Regions from separate parts of the Hordeum vulgare genome. Here region 1 is linked to region 2. Evidence: chromatin contacts called from public Hi-C data. All regions are on one chromosome and are shown on one strand. The core of a region is the stretch at or near the end of the contact, and the rest is flanking DNA. Distances in the headings are between cores, read along the strand shown. Region 1 has its middle 23 kb from the start of LOC123441879. Region 2 holds the start of LOC123440191 (non-classical arabinogalactan protein 30-like).

The links. A called contact is a pair of places that touch in the nucleus more often than the background predicts.
Region 1: a contact with region 2 is called in a Hi-C map of leaf, with 6 times the contacts expected there. The contact joins the enhancer-like site here to the promoter of LOC123440191 in region 2. A contact is called at or near these places in 2 of 6 Hi-C or Micro-C datasets (leaf and seedling).

What each region holds. Positions count from the first base shown.
Region 1 is chr3H:469,760,977-469,767,454 of MorexV3_pseudomolecules_assembly, reverse strand. No RefSeq gene overlaps it. Among protein-coding and RNA genes, the nearest start is that of LOC123441879, 23 kb to the right of the region's middle. Within about 2 kb of position 4,119, at least 2 of the 3 cell types and tissues checked have open chromatin away from gene starts, as enhancers often do. A contact at or near this core is called in leaf, where this site is marked.
Region 2 is chr3H:468,953,031-468,959,280 of MorexV3_pseudomolecules_assembly, reverse strand. It overlaps LOC123440191 (non-classical arabinogalactan protein 30-like), which reads left to right and starts at 2,621. Exons shown (of 2, transcript XM_045116765.1): 1 at 2,621-2,859; 2 at 2,957-3,491. The coding sequence starts at 2,655. The coding sequence ends at 3,264.

The DNA of each region.
Region 1 (6,478 bases), core at 2,870-5,369, 810 kb before region 2:
AAAACTCGGTAGGGCTGATTTGGAAATATTGGTGGCACCGAATTTGAGTGTTAGGCTTTAGACATAATATTTTTGTGGGAGAATTTCATGAGGGTTTTTGGTGGTTAACTCTAAGCACTTGAGCAACCAAATCATCATAGATATCTCATCTCCTTTTAATAGTATTGACTTTCCTATGGACTAAATTATGATTTCTCACGTAAAAACAAAATGTAGAGTCTTGAAGCTTGTTGCCAATTGATGTTCCTTGCTTCTAGGGGATCTCCTCATGATTCTTTGCCAATCTATTCGCTGAACCTTTTCCTGAAATATACTTGGTGAAATCATTAATCCAATGAAATATATAGTGTTATTAATTACCAAAACCACCTAAGAAGAAGTTGTGCTTTCAATATTCTCTTTAGGCCTCTCACTTGGGCAAATCCAATTTAACGCTTAGCACACGAGTTACAACCTTATTGGAAACAAGCGCCCACGTGGAGGATCCGATAGAATAACTAGGCCGCCCAATTGGGGGTCTTTCATCACCGGTTTTGATAGCACGTTTGCCTTCACGGTGAGCTAGTTTTCTCTTGTTTGTTTCTCTTAGTTTTTTGTTTGGCTCTCTATTTTTTTAACCTTTTCTTTTTTTTCCTTTCCCTTTTTGTATTCAACATTTTTTACTTTAAATTTTTTAAATTACTTATTTTAATTTCACAAACTTCTTTTCAAAATATGAACAATTTCAAAATTCATGAAACATTTCAATTTCGTGAAAAAAATCAAATCCATTACCTTTTTAAAGATTGTGTACATTTTTGAATCATGGTTTTTGAATCATAAAATTTTCTTAATTATGCAAACTATTTTTGAGTCATGATATTTTGTACATTATAAACATCATTTTACAAATTACAAAACTTTTTTCTGAATGCACGTTTTTTTCCAAAATTTACAAGAAATAATTCAACGGCACAATGTTTTTTCTTATCGCACACGCGACGCCCAGAATTTTTTGAATCAGCAAGATTTTAAAACTCGTAAAAAGATGAACCCGTAAGCTTTTTCGAATTTGTTAACATTATTAAATTCATGATTGTTTAAAAAATTGGTGAACTATGTCCAAATTTGTGAACATTTTTCCACAATGCGTAAACCCTATACAAATCCATGAGTATTGTTTAGAAAACATGATGAAATTTTTATCAAACCCATGATTTTTTAAAATAAATCTGGAAATTATTTCAGATCATTAAACCTTTTTTAAAATCAACGGACTTCTTTTTATTCCTTAATGTTCTAAAAACATTGAAACAAATTTTCAACTCCACGAAGTTTTGCCAATTCGTATTTTCCTGAAAATTGGTGAACTTTTAAAAAAATACAACCAACTTTTCCAAATTCCTGATTTTTCCTGTGCTTATTTTTTAGTTTGTAAACTTATTTGATCCTATAATTGTTTTTTGATATCCATGAACTATTTTCAACCCGCCATATTTTTTAATTTTTTGTGCTTTTTTTACCATTTGATTTCTTATCAAAATTCAGTGGTTGGATTCACAAACTTTTTGTGTTAAACTCTTTTTCAAAGCCAAGAACTTTTTATGAATTCATGAACTTTTTGTTCAAATCTCACATTGGATTTCAAAGTCCATGATTTTTTTGTCATGTTCATGAATTTACTTTTGAAATCCATGAACTCTTTTAAATTGATGAACTTTATTCTGATGTGTATTTTCTTTCAAACTCACAAACTTGTTTCATATGTACATTTTTTTTTCAAATTCATGAATATATTTAAAATTCATGAACTTTTTTAGATGTATGAACGTTTTTGGATGCACACACTTTTTTCATTTTCACGAACTATTTTTAGAGGGTGTGGTTTTTTGGGTATGCTATGTGTTTAAAAATTATGATATTTCAGATGCATGAACAAATTTTAGAGGCGTGGACTGGATTGCCTCGCACTACTAAAATGCTTGTAGTGGGCCGGCCCGTCTCGCACCGTCGCTCGCACACATCGAAGAAGTTGCATGGAAAACAACTAGTTAGCGAGTGCTCCTTCGCAAGTACTTCCACGCAGCGTCACTTGGCACGTTCTCAACCGCCGCCACGTGTAGCGCTCTCAGCACTTCCTTTGAATTTTATTTTTTATTTTTTCGCACGTGTTTTCGGTTTTTTAATTGTTTTTTATTTCTTTTTCGTTTTGGTTTTCATCGGTCTTTCTTAGTTTTTTGACAAAACAAATTCATTTTTTGCACGAGAAATGTGTTTTTTTTTGCGAGAGGCACAGTTTGCCTTCCGTGAAAGGTACAATTTTGCCTTCGCGGGAGGTACCGTTGTGCCTCTCAAGAATGAAAAAAAACACGTTTTCTATAATTTTTTTGTGAGAGGCACGATTTTTGCTTTTGCAAGAGGCACGGTTTTACTTTCGCGAGAGACACAGTTTTGTCTTCATGAGAGGCACAGTGATGCCTCTCAGAAAAAGAAAAAACACGTTTTTAGTTTTTTCTCTAGAAGCACGGTTTTGTTTTCACGAGAGGCACAATTTTGCTTGGATTGTGTGCCTCTCGAAAAGGAAAAAACTCAGTTTTTTCACGAAAGGCATGGTTGTGCTTCCGTCAAAGACACAGTTTTGCCTTCGTAAGAGGCACAGCCGTGCTTATCCGAAGGGGTAAAAAAGCACGAAAAAGCGTGTTTTCTGATTTATTTCCTATCACGAGAGACACTTTTTTTTGGTCCGTTTTTTCATGAAAAAAAAGTTTTACAAAATCTATCAACATGAGATCTAGTTTTGAAGTTCTCGACGTGAAAATCACGAAAGGCTCCTCGTCGCTCGCACGCACAGGACGACGCAATGCTGGGCCAGCCCACCAAGTCGCTGCTTGTTTCGTTTTCTGTTGCACGGAACAAAAAATGGTTGAAAAAGATAAGCGAACCCTATGGAATCAAACCCGCGACCTCGTAATTAATGCACTTGCAAATGGCCACTCGGACACACAACAATAACTGAACATCTTTGTTCAAATCTCTATAAGAAGACACAATACCGAGGATATTTGGAAAACATTTTTTTGAAAATTGAAAGCAATGTTGAATGCATGAACAAAATTTGAAAAGTTGAACACATTTTGAAAGTGTGAGCAGAATTTTCTTGAAACCGAATAATATTTTTATGAAAACTAAAGAAAATTCTTTTCAAAATCCAGACATATTCTCAAACTCGTGAACAAAATTATAAATATTGAACATTTTTCGAATTGTGAACAAATTTTGAAACTGTAAACATTGTTCAAATTGTGAACAAATTTTGAAACATGAATAAATTTCAAATTCATGAACACAATTATAAAATTGTGCACATTTTGTGAATCTGCGAAACAAAAATTAAGCTGGAACATTTTTTGAATCTGCAAAAGAATCTTGAAGATTTTTTGAATTTTGTGAACAATGTTTGAAACCGGAACATTTTCTAAAACTTCTGAGAAAATGAAAACGCGAATATTTTTAAAATTTAGGAACAAATTTTGAAATTCCACGAAAAATGGGAAAATATTTCGAAGCTTCGAACATATTATGTTAAATACCGAACATTTTTTAAAAATACAAAACATTTTCTAAAAATCTCGAAATTTTTTTAAGATCCAGAATAGTTTTTGAAAAAGCAAGAATATGTTTCGAATTTTAAGAAAAACAATGTGAATATTCTGAACACTTTTCGAAAATCTATAACATCTTTCAAAAATCCAGAATTTTTTCTAAAAAGCAAAAATAACTTTTGATTTAGAAAAGCATTTTTTGAAAATATAGAACATTTTTTGAAATTCTAGAATAAATTATGAAAAGAAAAACTTTTTCCGAATTTGAGGAACATATTCTGAAAGTACAGGACATTTTTCCAAAATCACAAGCATTTTTTAAAAATCAAGCACATTTTATGAAAATCTAGAAAACAATTTGAACAGAAATATTAAAGAAAATAACGAATAGAGAAAAAAGAAAAAATCATTTCATGGAATCTTCTAAGTCTTTTCGAGAACTAGAAAAAAAATCAACGGAAAAAGGTCTAGAAGGTTCTCAAAACAGGGGCACTGGAACGTGAAACGGGCTAACCCATTCACGAATGATCGGTCGGAATCCCTATGCATAGCCACGACAAGGCTTCGCAACAAGAGATTAATAGGTAATTCGAAAAACCCTATTTAGCGCCACAAGCGCCGGTTAAAGACAAATTTTACTAACCGACGCCTCCAGAGCTTCGCATGGGCCGGCCTGTTTAGAGATCGGATCTGTATTTTAGCCCCTGAACTTTTATCCAAATCAACGAACTTTTTTGAAAATCCGTGAACTTTTTTGAAAGTCGATGATTTATTTTTTTTAAAGATGAATATTTTGGAAAATTGGAGAGCATAATTTAAAATTCATGATTTTTTTTCAAAATCAGTGAACTGTTTTTAAAATTAATGAACTTTTTTTGAAAATCAATATTTTTTTTTATTCTGTGATCTTTTTGAAAATATATAAATATATTTTGAAAATCGGTGAACTTTTTTAAGGACCAACACATTTAACATGGGCCGGCCCATAAGAAGGAGGTCCGCATGCGCCAGTTTGCCAGACCTGCGGTTAAGGCGTTGTATAGGAGCTCCCAGGAAATTCCATACTCCTTAATTAATGATTTTGAGCTGTGACAGTCGGAAATTTGCCTGAGCAAGCAAGGGGAACAACTAGTTAGCTAACCCTTCCTCACGAGCCTTCCAGCGATCGCTCCCACGCGCCGCCATTTGGAGCGTTTTTAGCCCCTGCCACGTGTCACGTTTTGACTGTTCCCTTCGGATTTTATTTATTTTTATTTTTTCGCACACATTTTCGCCTTTTTTAGTGTTTTTTTCTGATTTTTTGATGTTATGGTTTGCACGGTCTTTCGTAACTTTTGGACGAAAAAAATAATACATTTTTTCAGAAAAAACGCGTTTTCTTTTTTATTTTATGCGAAAAAATTCTTTTTTTTTGCGAGAGGCACAGTTTTACTTCTGCAAGAGGCACGGCTTTGCCTTCGCGAGAGGCACGACCGTGCCACTCAGAAAGAAAAAAAACGCGTTTTCATTTCTTTGCGAGAGGCACAGTTTTGCTTTCACGAAAGACACAATTTTGCCTTCGCGTGAGGCACGCCCGTGTCTTTCGGAAAGGAAAAAAAACGTGTTTTTTGTTTTTTTACGAGAGGCACGGTTTTGCTTCCGTGAAAGGCACGATTTTGCCTTTGCGAGAGGCACGCCCGTGCCTCTCCCGAAAGGAAAAAACGTGTTTTTTGTTTTTTGTTTTTTTTGCGAGAGGCACGGTTTTGCCTTTGCAAGAGACACGCCCGTGCCTCTTCCAAAAAGGGAAAATACACATTTTTTGCTCTATCTTTTTTTCACGAGAGGCACGGTTTTGCTTCCGCGAGAGGCACGGTTTTGCCTTCGCGGGAGGCACGACCCATGCCTCTCGGAAAGAAAAAAAACCATGTTTTCTGTTTTTTTTCTATCGCATGAGGCATAGTTTTTTCGTCCAGTTTTTTTCTTATGGTTTTCTTCATGAAAAAAGTTCATAAAAACTATCAACATGGGATCTAGTTTTTAAGATCTCGACGCGAGAAAGCCAACGATGAAATCGGTTCGAGATTTGAACGCACGGTTTAAGAGATAAAACGTTTTGAAAAAACGAATGTACGAAAAAAAACTCACAGGTTGTGACAAGTGACACGCATGCAGTATGCCATTTGTGGCAACATGTGAAAGTAAGAGTAATCGTTGAAAGGTGTACTCGCTAATTAGTGATTTCGGCAAGCAAACCCACTTACTAATTGGGTCGCGGCCCACAGAAATTCCCCATGAGCGTTGCTTCTCGAGTGGCCGCTATAAGCGTGGATTAGGAGCTTTCCTCATGTTGTCATTGCTTTCTGAAATTACTTATTTTTTAAGATTCTAAATATAAATTATTATCGCACACAGTATAAACGCCACAGCTTATATATATACGCGCATGCAGTCATCCCTTATAAACGCAGCCACACATGTCCTATCTTTACGAGCACTTTCGACAAACTAAGCCAACACATATTCTTAAGATTTATGAAGTCATTGTAGACGCCTCATTGTCGACGAAAGCGTATCATCCCACTGAATGCGCATCGTCGAAAATTTTAAAATAAATACAGAAATAATACGAGCACCAGAATTTGAACCTTAATGGACTGAGGATACCACTGTACCTCTAACCATCCAACCATAGGTTGGTTTGCTTTAAAAAATTATTTTTTCAAAATTACTCATGTTTTTAACACAGTACAATGCAGATACACATACACATACACACTCACCCTATGGGCACATGTACACACTCTACTCTATGAACATATCCAAAATATCAAACCGATATAACATCTTGAGATTAGTAAAGTCATCACAAACGTCTTTGTTGCCGATGAGAACATCTTTTTTAAATTACTAGTCATGGA
Region 2 (6,250 bases), core at 1,372-3,871:
AAGCATTCCTCCGGTGTCAGTGAGTTATATGATCTCATGGTCATAGGAACAAATACTTAACACGCAGAAAATAGTAGCAACAAAATGACACGATCAACATGCTACGTCTATTAGTTTGGGTCTAGTCCATCACATGATTCTCCTAATGATGTGATCCCGTTATCAAGTAACAACACTTGCCTATGGCCAGGAAACCTTGACCATCTTTGATCAACGAGCTAGTCAACTAGAGGCTTACTAGGGACAGTGTTTTGTCTATGTATCCACACAAGTATTGTGCTCCCAATCAATACAATTATAGCATGGATAATAAACGATTATCATGAACAAAGAAATATAATAATAACTAATTATTATTGCCTCTAGGGCATATTTCCAACAAAGTATAGCGGCGTCCATGTAGGGCACAAGCGTGGTGACAATCGCGCCTGGGAACGCCCAGGCCGTGCGGCGAGCTGACGAGCCGTGGACTCCTAGTGCGCCGCCGTTCGATGTCGAGGTCCGAGGAGCCGAAATGTTCGGCCTTGTCCATTCCAGCTCGAGCTCCCCTTCTTCCCATCCGTTGGTGCTCATCCTTTCATCTTCCTCTCCCCTCCGACCAGCACAGAGCAGCAAAATAGGGAGGTGAGGTGGTAGCGGCCTGGAGGCAATGGACACTGGGAAGGATCGAGGGGGAGATGATTTCACCGCCGGCTAGCTAGGTGCGTTATCTCGCGGCGGCGGCGGCGGCGTACCTAGTTTTCCCCAGGCTGGCTCACATTTTTGTTTCGTTTTTATGTTGAGGGCCGGCCCTGGATCGTGCATTCGATGAGAAAATGCTTCATGGGCTTTAGTCGGGTGCCAGGCCCGATTAACCAGGATGGTCAGATTTTTCTACGGGAGTAGCTTCCCTTAAGGACAGACCCGCTAGTTAGCGATCGGATGGCCAACGACGACCAGACCACGCGATCCAACGGACGAAAAAACAGAGGGCGTGAGAAGGCAGCAAAGTGGTTCAGTTTTATTGTCCTTAATTTCCACGGGAACAAGTTATGTACAGCAACAGAAGAAATCCTGCCATGCTGGGGTTGACTTTGCAAGCGTGAAATCGTGGGGCGGCGATATATGTTTAGCCATCGATCCAACGATCAGGACAATGATGGCATCCCTTTGCATGCAAATTGAAGTATCGGCGCCCCTTTGCTGCTGTGTGCACCTTCCAGCGCTAGTGCGTAACGGCGCCGCCGCCCGGCCGACGCCCACGGATTTGCGCGGCCAAGTATCCAAGTGATGAAGTAAATACCTGATTAAGAGCCTGTTTGAAACTACTTCGCTCTTTAAATTCAACTCCGTTTTAAAAAACACAAATTAAACGGAATAGCTTCATGACATGTCGCTTTGAAAAACTAAAATCTAGGTTACAACTTCATATTTTTATAAAACTCTTTAAAATGTGCTTTAATAAAATGTAAAAGCTAAAGTTGGAAATAAATTATCCATCACTGTCATCAGTAAGTGGATACTCTATCGTTTCTTTCCATTCATTCAATTAGATATATCTTTTTATCAAATTTCTCATTCTTAAAGCTGGAGTTAGATAAAAGCTTTATTTTTGTATGAATCTGTTTTAAAATGGATTTGATGAAGCGAAACTAGATTTTATGAAGTAAAACAGTCCCTAACCTACTCATCAGGTAACAACGGTCTATAGTAATAAGTCCCTATTTGTTTACAGGGACTAGACTAAAAAAAGTCTCTTTTAGGAGTTCGGACGTTTGGAGCTCGGCCTCCATGGAGGCTGAAATTTTGAATAATTCAACATTCAAACTTTTCAGTTTCAAAAAAATCTGAAAAAAAATATGGAAGTAAAGAAGGATGTTATGCGTATGTGTGCAAAAATTTAGGATGAAATACCTTGAAATACGATCTGCACAAAAAAGACAAATTCATGCCCTGAAATGATGAATAGTGTCATGTGTAAAAAAGCCTCAGATTTGTCTTTTTTGCACAGCCCTCATTTCAATGTATTTTTTTCTGAAAATTTACACACATGTGTGTTACGCCTTCACTTATCCCTGTATTTTTTTCTGAATTTTTTGAATTATAAAAATATGAATTTTCATGAAATTTGAGTTTCAAACTTAAAGGGCTCCATGGAGCTCGGGAGCCAAAAGCAATTTCCGCTCTTTTAGTCCCTATATAACCAAATAGGAGGGACTTTTTCATAAAGAACAACAAAAAAACTCTATTGAAAGGAATTTTTTTTTAGTCCCTGAAAGTAAAAATAATCTAGTCCCTTAAAACCAAACACAGCCTAAGTATTATTCATCTTCTCGAGTACAAAAGGCTCTATTAGACGGTGCTGTTTTAGCTTGCAAGGCACCTGCCACCAGCCACATGCATGTATGAATGACGTACGTCAGCCCCGACGTCCGGTCAGCCCCGTTTCCCCAGTAGGGCCAGTACGCCCGAGCCTTGCAATGCATCGATACCGCATCTTCCTCGCGCGTGCGAGCCAATCTACGATCGATCCAAAGCAATATCGCCAACCGGAATCCGGGGTTCGATTCACCTACACATGCACGCCAGCCTATAAAACGAACCCTCTTCTCAGGCTTGCCACGATCATCACATCACGAGCTCTCCTTTGATCACACCACTAGCAAGCTACGACAATGGCTTTGCTCGCGAGATGCCTCCTGGTCTGCCTCGCCATTTTGGTCCTCTCCGTGGGCTGCCTCCCCGGCAGCGGCTCGGCGATGGGCCTGCCGCGGCCGCGGCCGAACTTGAACTTCACCATCGGCGTCGAGGGCGCCGTCTGGTGCAAGGGGTGCCGGTACGCCGGCTACGTCCAGTCCAGGAATGCGTCCCCGCTCCCGAGTACGTATGCGCGCGCGCGCGCCGCAGGCCAGCAGCCCACACGGATCAAAAACACCATTGTTCATCTGCTAATCCGCCTCTTGTTTTGTCGACGCAGATGCCCCCGCGCTGCTGCGGTGCAGGCGCGGGGAGTGGGCGCTGTCGGTGTGGGGCGCCACGGACGAGCGCGGCTACTTCCAGATCCAGACGGCGCAGCAGTCGGCGCCCTTCACTAGCAAGGACTGCAAGGTGTACGTGCTGGGGTCGCCGGCGCGCGCGTGCGGAGTGCCCGTCAAGCCCCGCGGGAACGACGACAAGGGGTCGCCGCTCAAGTTCCGCAAGTTCGTGACGCTCCCCGACGGGCTGCAGGCGGTCTACACGGCCGGCGACTTCGTGTTCGGGCCCAAGAAGCCCGGCAAGTGCTGATTGGATCCATCAAGTTTGGGCTTCGCGAGGTTCCCGTGCACGCGCGTTGTGTCGGGGTACTACTGATATTTTATATTTTTGATTAAAAACTCACCCCCTGTATTTTTCAAAGCACAAATTAGCATGGCAAAATTCTATTTGTAAACATGTATTTTTAATGTATTGTATGTTGATTTGAAGAAACTGGGGCATGTCATATAAACTACACAAAAGCACTTTGAACGATATGCAAGCAATTACTTTGCTGAAATACGATTTGTTTTCACCGTTGGATAAATGTACAAAATATGATTGATTTTGCTCGTCGTGGTAGAAAGATAATCGCTACGGGTTGGAAAACCATATCGCTATTACAAAGTTGCTTTTCGTTTCTGAAACATAATATTCGTCGAACTGCTGATCTAGTTTCGACCAACTAGTCATGAAAAACACAACAGTAAAAACGGATTTTAAATTTTTTTTACTTTTTTTAAAAGGAGGTTAAACCCCCGGCTTCTGCATCAATCGATGCATGCAGCCATCTTATTAATTATTTCACAAAGATCTAAAAAGAGTATACGTCAATTCATTCAAAGCTATCACTCACATCTACAAACTCGATAATATGGAGTGCTCTCACTCCACATATCTAAAACCGGTGTTGTTTCTAATCCATCCACATAACGTGCCAGGAACAACAGACGGTGCAGCACATCTAAAACGCATACCTCACGCACACGTTTTACCAGTCGTCATCATCCTTGAACCACTGACCCATCTTCAGGAAAGAGATCCGCATCATCCTTGCGAGTCCAATCATCTGTCGACGCCACCACGGCGCCCAACGACGCCACCGCCCTGCGCTCAACCGTCCAGCTGCGAAGACTCCGGAAGATCTGCCGTGCGTAGCACCTGCCAACCAGGCATGACTCAGCGTAGCACCTGTCGGCCAGGTATGACTTGACAGCTCCATCGAATTTCCATGCAAGACGAAGTCGCTCCACCTCCTGCCTCAGTCCGCCAGCGCTGCTCCACCAACGATGCTCCAAAGAGAGAAACGGCACCGCAGTACCGGCATCATCCGATCTGGAAGACCAGATCCTAGGGTTTCCCCCGAAGCAGAGCCCACCTCCAGCAACCGTTCAGGACCCACACAGTGCCCACCACCACTCAGCCCTCAAGGCGACGCCTTCAGGAAGGTCACGACGTCAAGGGCGCCGCCGCCGCCCACCGAAGTTAGGGTTTTCACCCTAGAGGCAAGGAGGGGGAGCAGAGGAGCAGATGTATACCGACGTCTTAAAAAAAACGGCGCCCTTGAGCGTCGTCGTCGGCGAGGCCGGCCTGGGCCAACCAAGGGGTTTCCCCCAATCCGAATCTCCTCCACCGGCTTCACCCGCATGTAGGGCTCCGGCAAACGCCGGCACCGCCAAGTCCGTAGGAGAGAGGCCCACAGATGAGGGCCGGAGGACAGCGGCCAGATCTGGCGCCGCCGGCCGCCATAGCAGCCAGTCGGCTGACCATAACCAAGTGCACCGTCCCCTGACCGGAGCCGACACCGCCGAAACCATGGTTGCCGCAGACAACGCCCCCTGCCACCGCAGACGCGCTCGGTCGCCGCTCCCTACTGGTCGCACGCCCCACATCCGCCATGGCAGCCCGGATGGGCGAGATCCCGCAGCACGAGAGCCCGCGGGCCAACGCCGGCGGAGCCCGAGATCCCGTTGCCAGAGCCTGAGATCCCGCCGCCAGAGCCCGAGATCCCGCCGCCAGAGCCCGAGGGGCCCCGTCGCCGTCATCCCCAGGGCGCGCGTGGCTTCGCCGACGTCCCCTCCGGCAGCGGCAAAGCGAGTGGGAGGGGGAGAGGGGGCCGCCGACGACGGGAGGGTTCGCCCCCGAGTCGCCAGGAGCGACGACGCGGGGGTCACGCCATGAAACTCGGAAAGAAACGGATTTTGATTTGTCCGACTCATTTGAAGGTAACTGATTTTTTAAAATTTCAGGATAGGTTTTCATGGTGCTGATGTCATCCGTTTGGCTTTATATAGTTTGTTACTGATTTTTGACATAGTACATAGTATAGCATACGTGCACTTGTAAGCTGAAAAGCGCCAGCAAACAGCCACTAGCATCCCCATAACCAAACCATACAGAATGATGATCTTTCTAAGATTTAGAGTATCTACAACCGGACTAGGTAAATTCGACCCCTCAAGAGTTCGTGGAGAGCGATCGTCGCGTCCGCAGACATTGATCGGATTGTTTCCCTTTTTCAGTGAAGCGAGAATCCCTAAAGTACTCATGTTGATCAACGTATCTCCCATTATCAAGTTGAATGTGAATTTCTGAGAATTCTTAAAATACTTTCTCTGTTCTAAAATAAGTGTCTCAATTTTATACTAGCTCTACTACAAAGTTGTACTAAGCTTGAGACACTTATTTTGGGACGAAGGGAGTATCATTTAATGTTTTTCATATAACGAGCATCGAAGGTTTTAGGAGGTTTCCATCTCCATGAATAGCAAGTACAACTATTTTTTTGGTGTTTTGTGCCCCATATTCATAACTAAATATATAAAACAGAATAGAAAATAAAATTACTTAATGATAAAGCAAACAAGCACACACGAGAATATCAACCCCAAGCTATTGCTTCCCAGCAACGGCGCCAGAAAAAGGTCTTGATAAGCCACAAGTATATTAAATCATTTGTAGCCTTTTTTGATAAGTAAGAGCGTTAAACCAAACGAGGAGCTAAAAGTAGAATTAATATTTTCTCAAGTTTTTTCGACCACCAATACAACTCTACGCGTAACAATGTTGACTTTACCTAGTGCAAGAAATAAACTACTTTGCGTGAAAAAACTAGGAGAACTTTATAGGTGTGATAAGATAGTTTTGCAAGATGATAAAGAACATTGAAATAGAAGTTAAGTGTTGTTTTAATAAAATAAAAATAAATTAAATATAGAGAGTGTGGAAAAGTGGCGGTAGGAATTGCGGAGTTGTC